Regions from separate parts of the Mus musculus genome. Here region 1 is linked to region 2. Evidence: chromatin contacts called from public Hi-C data. All regions are on one chromosome and are shown on one strand. The core of a region is the stretch at or near the end of the contact, and the rest is flanking DNA. Distances in the headings are between cores, read along the strand shown.

Region 1 (5,729 bases), core at 2,541-5,040, 250 kb before region 2:
GCCAGAAGAAGGGGTCTGATCATCAGGAGCTATAGTTGCTGTTTTAAGTTATGTGGTGTGGGTGCTGGGCATTGGCTTGAGGCTGTCTGTGAGAACAGTGTGCTGAGCCATCTCTCCAGCCTCAGTGTTTAATTTCACATCTAGGACTTACACTGGATGCCTGTAGTTAGATTACAATCCTTTGGATGGAAGGGGCTCACGAGTGGAAAGATGCGGACGCCCTGCCATTGTGACTGGGAGCTGATGGGATTGCCAACCCATGCTTTGTGGCTTTTAACTCATGTTTTATAATCTTCATCTTTGCTGACATTAGTCCCTCATATGATTTAGGATTTTTTTTTAAAGGCCAGAGGAAATGAGTCAGCTTCACTGAAGACCCTCCTGGCAGCAGGAAACGAACACAGACTGCTGACGGAGCACGTCCTCCTGCGCGTGCTATGGGAATTACAGGCTTATCTGGGTGAGAAAAAAAAAAGTTCCAAATATGCAGATTTGGAGAAAAGCTCCTAACCCAATGCCAAGTTTCTCTCTCAAGGAAAATTAAAACGAACAGAAAGACTCTCCCTGGAGTTGGGGTATTGATCAGGGTGCCAGACAAGTGAATATTTCCAAGGCTCCAGTTCTACAGGCTCCGTGGTGTCCAGCCCTCATCCAAGGCAAGGTGGTTTTATGCTTCCCGCAGTCTCTAGACCACTCACTAGCCTTATGCCCTGGCATCTGGGGACTGCCCATTCAATTCTTAGATTCCCATATCTCCAAAGCTCTGGCTATAAGCCTTGCCTGAAAACCACCCTGCCAACTGTTATGGGGTGGAGTGGGGACATGAGGGACCACACCAGCAATATAAACTGGGTTTAACTGGTGCTGGGGTGGGTTACCTTGGTCTGTCCTACCCTTTTCAGGGAGCCATTGCTTGGCAGGCTCAAAGTCCACAGGAAGCCCCAATCCTGAGCTTCGGAAACGAGGGCTGAGATCCCTGGGGAGCCCTTCTCAGCCGAGCTCCCTGTAGAATCCCTGCCTGGCCTTGCCATGACTGAAGCCGGCTTCCTACTCCGAGGTTTCCACGGAGCTGGACATTGCACTGGAGTCATGAATTACATGAGCAAGTGAGAGCTGGCCAAGGCATCAATGCTGCACTAAATGGATACCCAAGAGGCACGCAGAGAGATAGGAAAGATATTTTTGCATGCTCTGGAGGTCTAGAGAATTAGGGATTTCCCAGGTGATGGTTTCTACAGCTTCTGCCTGCCCCGGGAGACCTCCGCACTGGATTATTCTGCCTAAGACAATTCTTACGATCATGTCTTCTTACAATGCTGGGCTGTACAGATGTGTAATTTCACTTCCCTGAAAGCTTTCCACATCCAGTCCAGCACAGGAGTGACTTGCCTGGCTGCTGGTGTCAGTGTCGTGACGACTGTCCCCAACAGATGTAATGAAAACTGAGTCCTACACTCCAAAGCCATTTCCAGGCATTTCTGGATACCTTGCCAGCACAGAGAACACAGAGAGGCAGGGGGAGCTTCGGAAGATGGACTGTTTCTACATCTGCGTCCTTAGACCTCATGAGACTCTAAGCACAGATTTTGATCAATGCTATTGCCGTCTATCTGGGTGAAACCAGCTCTGATGATGAGATGCTGACATCCCTTGGCAGACTGGTGCTTGGTTTCTGTACATTTGTCTCTTGCAACACTGAGAAGGAAGCCCACGGCTGCTGAGGAAAGGCGTCCATGCTCTTTCAGCATGCTGCTCTGGCACTCTGAGGGTGTGGGCACCATGGCACACCCGGTGCCCAGGCTTTTATCAGCGTGGAAAGTGAGGTATTTTCCCTCTTCTCAGTCCTGGAATCACAGGTTACTCTGAGTCAATATTTTGACAGTGTGCCTGTAAACAACTCTCTCCTTTCTGAGGCAGAAAAGCAAACATATCCATAGTGAATAAACACAGAAGACAGGGTGTCTCATGTCTGGGCTGCAGCATCCACACAGGAACCTATCCAGGGACCACATTCCAGCAACGCAGAGTAGACCACTTACACACAGACTGGCTATGTGCGGCAGCCTCCTGCCTAACTGTAGGTCCCCAAAAGCCCCATTTTCAGCCTCTTCTCCCATGGTCCTCTCCAGATGCGCCAATTACTACCTTTACTGGGCTCTATTGCTGATGTCACAGCAGAACCCAGACCTGTCACGGGCACCTGCGCTAGGTGACATGCCCCTAGAGCTTCTATGATGGCAGAAGCTGTGAGTGTCCCCCTCATGCCCCCATTTCTGTCAAAGTAGCAGTTCCTGTGGGCCAGGCCTTGGTAGGAAACCAGGACTCAGGCAGGCAGGCAGGCAGCCAGCATAGACTGTGTAGGTGGAGAGAAAGCATAAAATCACGGATGGAATCTTAACAGGACTCTGGGAAGTTGGAGAGAACCTTAAAAGCTTCATTTATTTTGCTCAAAATGAGACTTCAATGCACAGGCTCTAAAATGCTCACTTCAGCCTTTATCAGCCTCTGAGTGTTGTAGTTCTTCGTGAGCAGGACTATGAAGAGGGCGTCCAGGGGACCGAAGCTTCCTTAAACGCTCTCTTGCTGAAGATAGGTGTGAGAGAATACTGTGTGCCACTCACTGTGTTAGAACCAGAGTCCTCTCGGTAGGCAGCCCTGGGAACACAGAGCCCAGGGGAAGAGATTTCTAGTGACGTCTGTTGACACGTGTACATTCCCTATTTATAGGAAATGCCATAGTCATCATACGTGGGTATCTAGATGGGAGTATAGGGGTTTCTTTTTACATGTGTGTGCTCCTGTGTGTTCAAGTACACACATGCGCATGAGTGTGTGGAAGCCACAGACAAGGCTGAGAGTCATTCCTCAGATGCCTTTGATCTTTCTCTCAACATAGGGTCTTCCACTGGCTTGGAGCTTACCTAGGGGTCTAGGCTGACCAGGAAGACACAGAGATTTACCTGGTTTTGCCTTCTCACTGTGCCTGGCCTTTTTTTTTTTTTTTTTTTTTACAGTTTTACGATTCTGGAGTTTAAATTTATATATACTCATATGGCAAACACTCTGAGCAATCTCTCATCTCTCAAGACCTAAAATCAACAAAACTCACTCACTCTCTCTCTCTCTCTCTCTCTCTCTCTCACACACACACATACACACACACACACACACACACACACACACACACACACCTTATTCCCACCATTAATAAACTTATAATAATGCTGATCAATTAGAAAGAATGCCAGCTGTTAGGTGTACCACTCAGCCACAGGCCGCTGACCATCTACACCTCAGTCCCCCTCAAGGCTGTTTATAAAGCACACAGACATCTTCTAGGCAGCTCTCTTCTAACCCCAGTGGGTGGTGACTTGGAGCAAATCTCTCAGGGCATCCCATCATTTGAACAGTCATCTCCTGGTTACAATTACATTACTGGGTCCAAGGGGCCCGAGAGGTAAGGAGAATCACCCTTATAATATAGTTATTTGTTTGAGCTACTCAAGCAAAAGCCAGATGCATATCATCATGGCTGTGAGGCTATGTGTCTGGGAAAGCACCTATAAGCCGCAGTTACCAGCTGCTTCCCCTAATCCCACCCAGAAATCAGGCAACCTCCCAGGGTTTCCGTTCAGTTTAAAATGCGCTGTTCGTAATAGTGACAACTTACATTTGCTTCAGTGAAGCACACTCTTAACACGGTTTTAAATTCCTTCTGTGGCTGAACACAGGCTCAGATGACTAATCCCGTGTTGGGGATTTGGAGCCTCTGACATATTGCCAAGGCTTGCCACTGTGAACAGCTCTGCAGTCCCTTTGAAGTCCCTGAGGAAGCAAAGCTACACCCCACCCCCTCACCTCCCTCCTGCTACATACATTTTTAGCTGGATGAGAGGATTCTGTGAGAGGAGACCCACACCCTGCCATCTCAGATTTTGATCTTCATTTATTCTGCCAACCAATGTATACTGAGAGAGTCCTCTGTGGAGCATCTCCTTATGGCTGCCCCGCAGAGGTGAGTGGATTTCTGTGTCCTCAGTTCTCCCGGGGCCAGTCTGAAGCTTTGCAGGTGGAAGGCAAACTGCTCCCCTGAATACTCTCTTGCTCTTCTCAGAGACAGACAGTGAGGGGGTGGGCAGGAGGACAAGGAGATTGTCTGGAATTCTATTCTGAGTCTCAATCATCATTAGTAGAGGTCTTATTCCTCCATCATTTCCTACCCCTGTCTCTGCAGTCTTCTTGCTTTTGTTCCCATTAGCCCATCTGTCCCTCCCAGGGCCCCTGAAAGGGCAACCCAGCCCTCACTTTGTAAAGACAAGTTTCACAGTGGTCAGCATGTCTCAGGTTCCAGGACCATTAACCCTCATTGCTAAGATGGAGACTCAAGTGTACTGAGCCCTGGTCTTGGGCATAGCATGTGCCTGGGCTCTGAAGAGAGAGTGATGGGAACAAGGTGACAGGTTCAGGTCTGTCTCCAAAACCAACCCAACCCAACCCTTCCTCATCCTTTACACAATGCCCCACAGCACAGAGTGTGGCCTGTAACACTGCAGCAGATGTGACTAGAGTTTGTCCTTCGTGGCAACAAGACCTCAGCTTTCCACCTCTGGGGCTGTCGTGCCCTCTGGGGTAAGGAGTTCAGCACGGAAAACCACACAGTAATGAAGGAGTGCATTTTCCAAGCTTGGGTTCTCAAGCTCTTTTACAAAACAGCCGTGGTTTTTTTGTTTGTTTGGTTGGTTTTGTTTTTCGTTTTTTTGTTTTTTGTTTTTTAAATGTGATTGACACATTACCCTCTGAGAATATACAAGCTGATGATAGAAGAACCAAACATTTCCAAGAACAAAATTTCCTAGTGACTAATGCTATTCTCTAACCTTTCTGGAAGGAGTGGATGATTGTAGGTGAGAGGATAACTCAGCATAATTAAATTCCCCAAAGGGAGAGAGCAAGTGGGCCCAACAGTGGGAGGCCCTCCAGCTGTCCTCAAGACTACAGATTCCAACAAGACTTCTGTTTGCTTCATAAAAACCTGTGTTTTAACTTTGGGATTTGCTTGACATCTAGACAGGGAGGAGATAAAAGGGAGCCTCTGACTGCCACGTAATTTTAGTCAGTTGCAGATGAAACACAGCCATCACTCAAAGTGGGGACCCCATTCCCGGGGAAGATGAAAAGAGAGGGCAGGCAGAAAGTAGTGAGTGCAGTGAGGATGTCTGGAGTCCTAGCTACAAGCGCCTGCTGGGGGAGGGGAGAGACAGGAGGGGGGCGGGGCCGACAGAAAGGCACAGGTGCAGCTAGAGAATGAAGGTGGCTGGGGGGATGGGAGGGGAGGCCCAGGAGGGAAAGTGAGCAACTTGTTACACATTTTACAATGTTAAGAAAACAAAAAGTAGCAGCAAACTTTCCATTGCTGTTGATTTGGAGCACAGAGATGATCGTCTTCCTGTCTGAAGCAGGAAGTGGGCTGCATTATAACAGGCCTCACCCTAGCCCCTTATTCAGCTCATCATCATTCAGGTACTGCCTGATTTTGGACCCAGCTTGATGACCTGAGTTTGATCCCTGGGAGCCCCATAGCAGAGGAGAGAACTGACTCTTACAAGTAGTTCCCTGACCTCCACAAATGCACCCCAGCATGCTCCTGCCCGCTACATAACACACACACACACACACACACACACACACACACACACACACACACACACACACACACACAATTGTAAAGA
Region 2 (5,605 bases), core at 1,510-4,009:
CCCTGGGCAAAGTAGGTCCCGTCTTTAAGAAGGCAGAACGTGGAGAATTGCAGCAGCCACTGAGCCATGGGATGGGAACACTAGCTGGAGACAGGAGGGGGTCAACAAAGCTACCCACAGCATCCCCCTCACCACATAGGAACCATAGTGCTCTCTGACCTCTAGGCTGTCCACACAGCATAAAAAGCAACTCCTTAATCTAAATACAGACACAGGCAGTCCGCCTGGTGGTTGGTCCAACTGATACAGAGAAGCAAGCAGGGCTGCACTGTGGGGGTTGCTAAGCAGCTGAACATCAGAGGGAGACATACCCAGCTACTGTCAGAAGTGTCTCCTCATGATCCCCAAGTCCCGGTTTCCCAATAGCACCAGGAACACCTGCTGAGCACAGCCATTCCCTACTTCAAGGCAGATGTTAAAGAGAAAGGAAAAAAAAAAACTACATTCCCCCCAAACTATAGAGGGACACTATATAAGGTAACAAAAGCTATTTTCAAGGCCAGTGACAGAGACATAGAGATGGGAGAGGAAACTTCAGAAGCATGGACAGTAGGCATGGTCAGCAGTGATCAAGGTTGGTGCCCGGAGAGTAGTTGATTGATATAAAGCACCCAACATGTTGAACAATAGGTCCCTCGGCCCTCAGAGAGACCCTTGGAAGGGCCCTTTCACTGCCAAACCAGATAAACATGAGGGAGGGGCTGGGAGATGGCTCCCGCAGGTAAAGGTACTTGTTGCAAAGCCTGAAGAGTTCAAAGTTTAGAATCCACATAGTAAGAGGAGAGACCCAGCTCCCAAAAGTTGTCCTCTGACCTCCACAGGCATGCCATAGCACATACACGCACACAATAAAGCAAAAAGTTCATACATGTGCAGAAGAACTAACGAAAAGAAGCTCCTGAAAACTAAGCTGTTTCCTCCTCTAAGGAGCATGAGCATGGAGAGGGGGTCTCTCTTCCCTCCAAAGCAGAGGCCACACAGGTTTTTCACTCTGTGCACAGCAAGGCCGAGTGTGCAGACAGGGCACTGCCTAAACAGCAGGAGTCACACAGCTGAGATCAAAGGCCGAGGGCTGAGCAGAAACATCTCAAGTGGATTGAGCATCATCCTGTGGAAAGTCATCCCTCCCCGGGCATGCTTCCTTTGTTGCCTTCAGGTTCTCTCAGATTTGCAAGGGAAATATTTGAATATTCTTTTCACTTAAGGGCAAAACAAGAGCCTGTGAAGAGAAGCATCTCTGCCAGGAAGCAGCACATCAGAGGCAGAAAAAGCCCAATTTAGACTTGAGGGGTCCTGATTGGGATGGGAAAGACCCTAGACATGAAGCAGTCGGCACTCTTGCTCCTGGTGAGGTGTTGAGGATAAGGAAGGCAAGGACCATGGTCCAGGGGCAGGTCAGTGATAGAGCATGTCTAGAACCCAGGAACTTGGATAGCACCTTTCTAGAAAATCAGAGTGTCTAGAGAAGGCGCCTGCCATTTGCTGGTAGAAAATCAGTACTCTGCACCACGTAGAACACTGGGGTTCTGGCGTGGGGCCTTGAAAAGCAAAGACATTAGAGCCCAAGTCCAGTTCACTTATGGGTTCACGTATGGACTGACTCTACGGTTCATGCCTTCTGTGACTTTGGGGAAAGTTACTTTATTTCTCTGTACTTCTGTTTCCCTAACTGTGCAAAGAAAGAAAGAAAGAAAGAAAAAAAGAAAGAAAGAAAGAAAGAAAGAAGAAAGAGAAAGAAAGAAAGAAGGAAGGAAGGAAAAGGAAAGGAAGAAAAGAAAAGAAAAGAAAAGAAAAGAAAAGAAAAGAAAAGAAAAGAAAAGAAAAGGAAAGAAAAGAAGAAAGATTGATGCGCAGTTCACATCTGTAACCCAATATTCAGGAGAGAGAGGCCTGTGGAATATGGGCTCAAGACTAGCCTGGGCTACTACAGGAATAAGACTCTGCGGACAGTGTGGATGATACAGTTCACATGAAGCACCTAACATATTGGCATCTTTGAAATCAAACAGCAGATTCAGAAGTCGCTGATAAGTATAAACCTGGGTAAGTTACTATTACTGTTATCTGTCATCAGATATTAGCAAGATAAAGGCCGGTAAACTCGAGTCATGTGAAATTCTACCAGCCCCTTGTCATTTGCTCTCCTGGATGACTTTCCCCTCCTAAAAAGTCCTCCCCCCCCCCACCCCCCAAAGAGCTTCCCATTCCCATTTGGCTCCAAAAGCAAACTCTTGCACCAAGGAGACCTAAGCTCTCCTTCTGCCCACCAGTGATCGACTGGTTCAATGGTAATCACGTGACTTGTGTCTACCATCCAGGTCAGAGCTACAAGCAACCCCCACCAGGTCTGGAAGGTATAGAACAGAAACCGTGTCCTCAGTGGTTATCATTCAGTCTCTAGGTCAATCAGTCCCCTAAACTTACATATGGATTTTTCTGTTAACTAACTCAGGGAATATCATTCATGGTTTTAGCCCCCTTTATTTTGAGAGAGAGAGACTGAGGGGGTCACTTGCAAGCTCTTGCCTAAGTTCCACCATCAGCCCTCTATTAAGTCAGAACTTTCCTAAGTACATTTGAAACTAATGTCACCTTAAAAACAAGCCATGGGGGGTCCCTTGGCTCCTCCAAGAACTGGCCAAGCACAATTCAGCGGCTTCAAGGCCTCACTGTCGGGCTGAGCCTGACTCCCACTGTGTGATGAGTGTCTCCTATAATCGGGGCTTTGATCTTTAGAAGCCCTTGGTCCCCGCTGTGCTGCAAGGTGCTAGAGACAAGGCTGTCACCAGGCTGCGAGACATCCCTTTGTAAGTCCTGCTCTGGCACAGAGCTGTGTGGGCGCTGACAGCATCAGGCAGAGGCAGCTGTAACTGAACTCGGCTCTTGGCGGCAGTCAAAATCAAAGCCTCGGCTTTTCACCCCGGTTCCCTTGAAGCACAGTTGTTACACTACCCAGGACAAAAGGCTGTATTATCAGCTTTGTGAAACCCCTCTCCATCTGTCTCTCCTTTTCTGTTCCCGCTGAAGACGAGCAGGGGAACAGGCCTGGCCTGGCCTGAGATGCACCCATCTCCCTACAGTGTCAACGGGATGTGGGAGCAATTTTCCCCAGAGCATTTGAAAGATTCCGCTTGGGTTTCCATGGTAATTTTACAGAGCTGACACTCAATAGGTGCTTGGTAGATTGGATTTATTGAAGGGAAAAAGGCAGGTTAGATATTCCTAGACCAGGAAAGTATAGAAAAGTCTACTGAAAATTCTTTGGATCATCAAAAAAAGAGGGACGGAGGGAAAGTGGAGCAATTCTGCCCACAGTGGGGTCAAGGTTGCTTACTTTGGGGACTAAAACCTCAGCCCCAGCTTTCTTCCCTCCTCTGAATCAGGAAAATAACATTTTATGAGTTCCTTAGTCCATAAACAAAAACCATAATTTTAAAGATTTATTCTTATTTCTTACTGTATAAATGCACATGTATCTGTGTCTAGTCTCACCAAATAAAATAAAATAATAAAAAGACACTCTTGCCAGGCATAGTAGAAAAAACCTGCAATCCCAGCATTCCAGAGGTAGAGGCAGGAGGCTCCTTACAAGTTCAAGGTCGGCCTGGTCTACATAGTAAGGTCCAGGCTAGCTTGAACTGCATAGTGAGACTCTGTCTTCAGAACAATTAGTTAACTAATTAATTACTTAAAAATAAATAAAAGGACTCCAATTGCTGGCCCATACCATTAGGAGCAGAATGTTTCCAGAGTTGGAAAGCTAGCTCCTAATTGCAGGCAAAGCCCTTCCATTAGAAACACTCGCAGGAGGCTCTGTGGATTTGGCTTGCTGTGCAACTGGAGGAAGCTCTGACTTTGCGTTTATCAGAAAATATTGTAGACCTAGATTAGAGTTTAACAAGCAAAGGAGCTGAAAAAGAGCAAAATGAAAAGTCCCAACCCCAAGGAGAGTTGACCACTCGGACACCAGTGAACCCATGAGGAGATAGCCACCAAATCTCCAGGAGAGGGAGGACAGACTGCAGAGAAATGCAAGTACCTGCGAATAATATATGCAGATTAACGTCCTCTCAGCCAGAGTCGCAAACCAACCCAAGCGCTGCTGCAGGTGGTCCCTACTGCAAATAAACAGACTTGTTGGCAGAGATAGCTGCCCTGTCCTTTGACCCCCTCAGGCTCATCAAATCCATCCCTAAAAGCTCCATTCAGGGCCAAAGCTTCCTGGCAGGTTCCTCATGAAGCAACTCCCATTCCACAAGCTAAAAACCCCCGACACTCAGCTTGGTTAAAACTACAGACTGTCATTTTGTCAATAGATGCAGCCCATTTCTGAGGTCGGATCAATTCCAGAACAAAGTTTTGAGTGACAGCCTCACCCCTGGAGGGGTTCCAGAGACTCTTGCTTTTTGCACTCCCCTCACGTTAATGGCAAACAAGTTCCCCCGTGATGGATGTACCCACAATTAATATTGAAGGGACAGTTAATGATTTCAAACACTGCTACACGGGCCTCATATTTCAGATTTAAAACTCTCCTTTCAAAGAAGGATTCATTTTCAAAGCCGAGGAATGAATGCTAATACATTAAGCAAAAACAAGTTTTTTAACACCTTGTAAAATAAAGCCAAGAAAATTCATCTGACGGCCTCCACTCAGCTGAGACAACCCCATTATCCTTGAGACATTCACAGTGGGGCCCTGCACTAGGAACCATCCCGTCACTCTGTTTCAGGGGATTTGACATCTACAAATCACAGATCCGAAAGCGTGTGATATGCACATCGTTCCAGAGAACATCAGGCAGCAAGCACCCTTAAGGATGCCTGTGATTAGCGCTCTCTTTTTGAGTGTGGAGATTATAAATGAAAGTTCATGGAACGGTGAGGCTCTGTCCTCCTCTCAGAGAGACATCTGCTGTTTGAACATTACTTCTAAAAGGGAAAAAAAATTAATTCACAAGGCAAAAGAAAAAAATTGTATTTAATACTGAAAGAATAAAACCTCAGTTTGGAAGCTGGAGAACTGACTGGTGGTAAGAGTGCTTGCTGCTATTGCAGAAGATTAAAGTCTAGTCCCTGGCACTCACATTGGGTAGCTCACAACCACCTGCAACTCCAGATCCAGGGGACCCGATGACCTTTGTGTGCATATATAGAGAAATACACATAACTTAAAAACAATTTTTTTCAAAAATATTCAGTTTGGCTCCTGAATATGGGAAGATTGCCTTTCATATATGACATTTCCCCTTGTTATGTTTCTCGGAACATACACATTTATTCACCCTAGAAAGGGAACCCAGGATAGTCCAAAGTAACTGCTATACCAATGTCCAACTAACTGGTGAGCCACTGAGTTTTTATTGGCGTTACTATCAGGAGTAGAAATGAAAGGTCAGTTCTAGGGATAACTTAAACCCAGCTGCATTGTGGGAAGGCCCACTATTGGCAGAGAGCAAAACACTAGTCCCGGGCTAAATGAATAAGAACCAAAGCCAACAGGAAGCTGGCATTGCTAAAGACATTGACAGTATCCAAAGGGCTATTCTATTACCATCAAGAAGTCAAAAAGAAACCCATAGACATTTAGGCAATAAAATAGCAAA

What was found. Hi-C and Micro-C count contacts between places; a contact is called where the count stands out from the background.
Region 1: a Hi-C map of cerebral cortex shows a contact between it and region 2, with 3 times the contacts expected there. The contact joins two enhancer-like sites. A contact is called at or near these places in 4 of 484 Hi-C or Micro-C datasets (cerebral cortex and cortical neurons) and 1 of 9 other capture datasets (embryonic stem cells).

Annotation. Positions count from the first base shown.
Region 1 is chr11:52,886,337-52,892,065 of GRCm38.p6, reverse strand. The region is part of intron 3 of Fstl4 (follistatin-like 4); the gene reads right to left. Among named protein-coding and RNA genes, the nearest start is that of Fstl4, 120 kb to the right of the region's middle. Within about 2 kb of position 3,790, at least 22 of the 459 cell types and tissues checked have an H3K27ac peak or open chromatin away from gene starts, as enhancers often do. A contact at or near this core is called in cerebral cortex and cortical neurons, where this site is marked.
Region 2 is chr11:52,639,320-52,644,924 of GRCm38.p6, reverse strand. The region is part of intron 2 of Gm30366 (a long non-coding RNA gene); the gene reads right to left. Among named protein-coding and RNA genes, the nearest start is that of Gm30366, 63 kb to the right of the region's middle. Within about 2 kb of position 2,759, at least 34 of the 459 cell types and tissues checked have an H3K27ac peak or open chromatin away from gene starts, as enhancers often do. A contact at or near this core is called in cerebral cortex and cortical neurons, where this site is marked.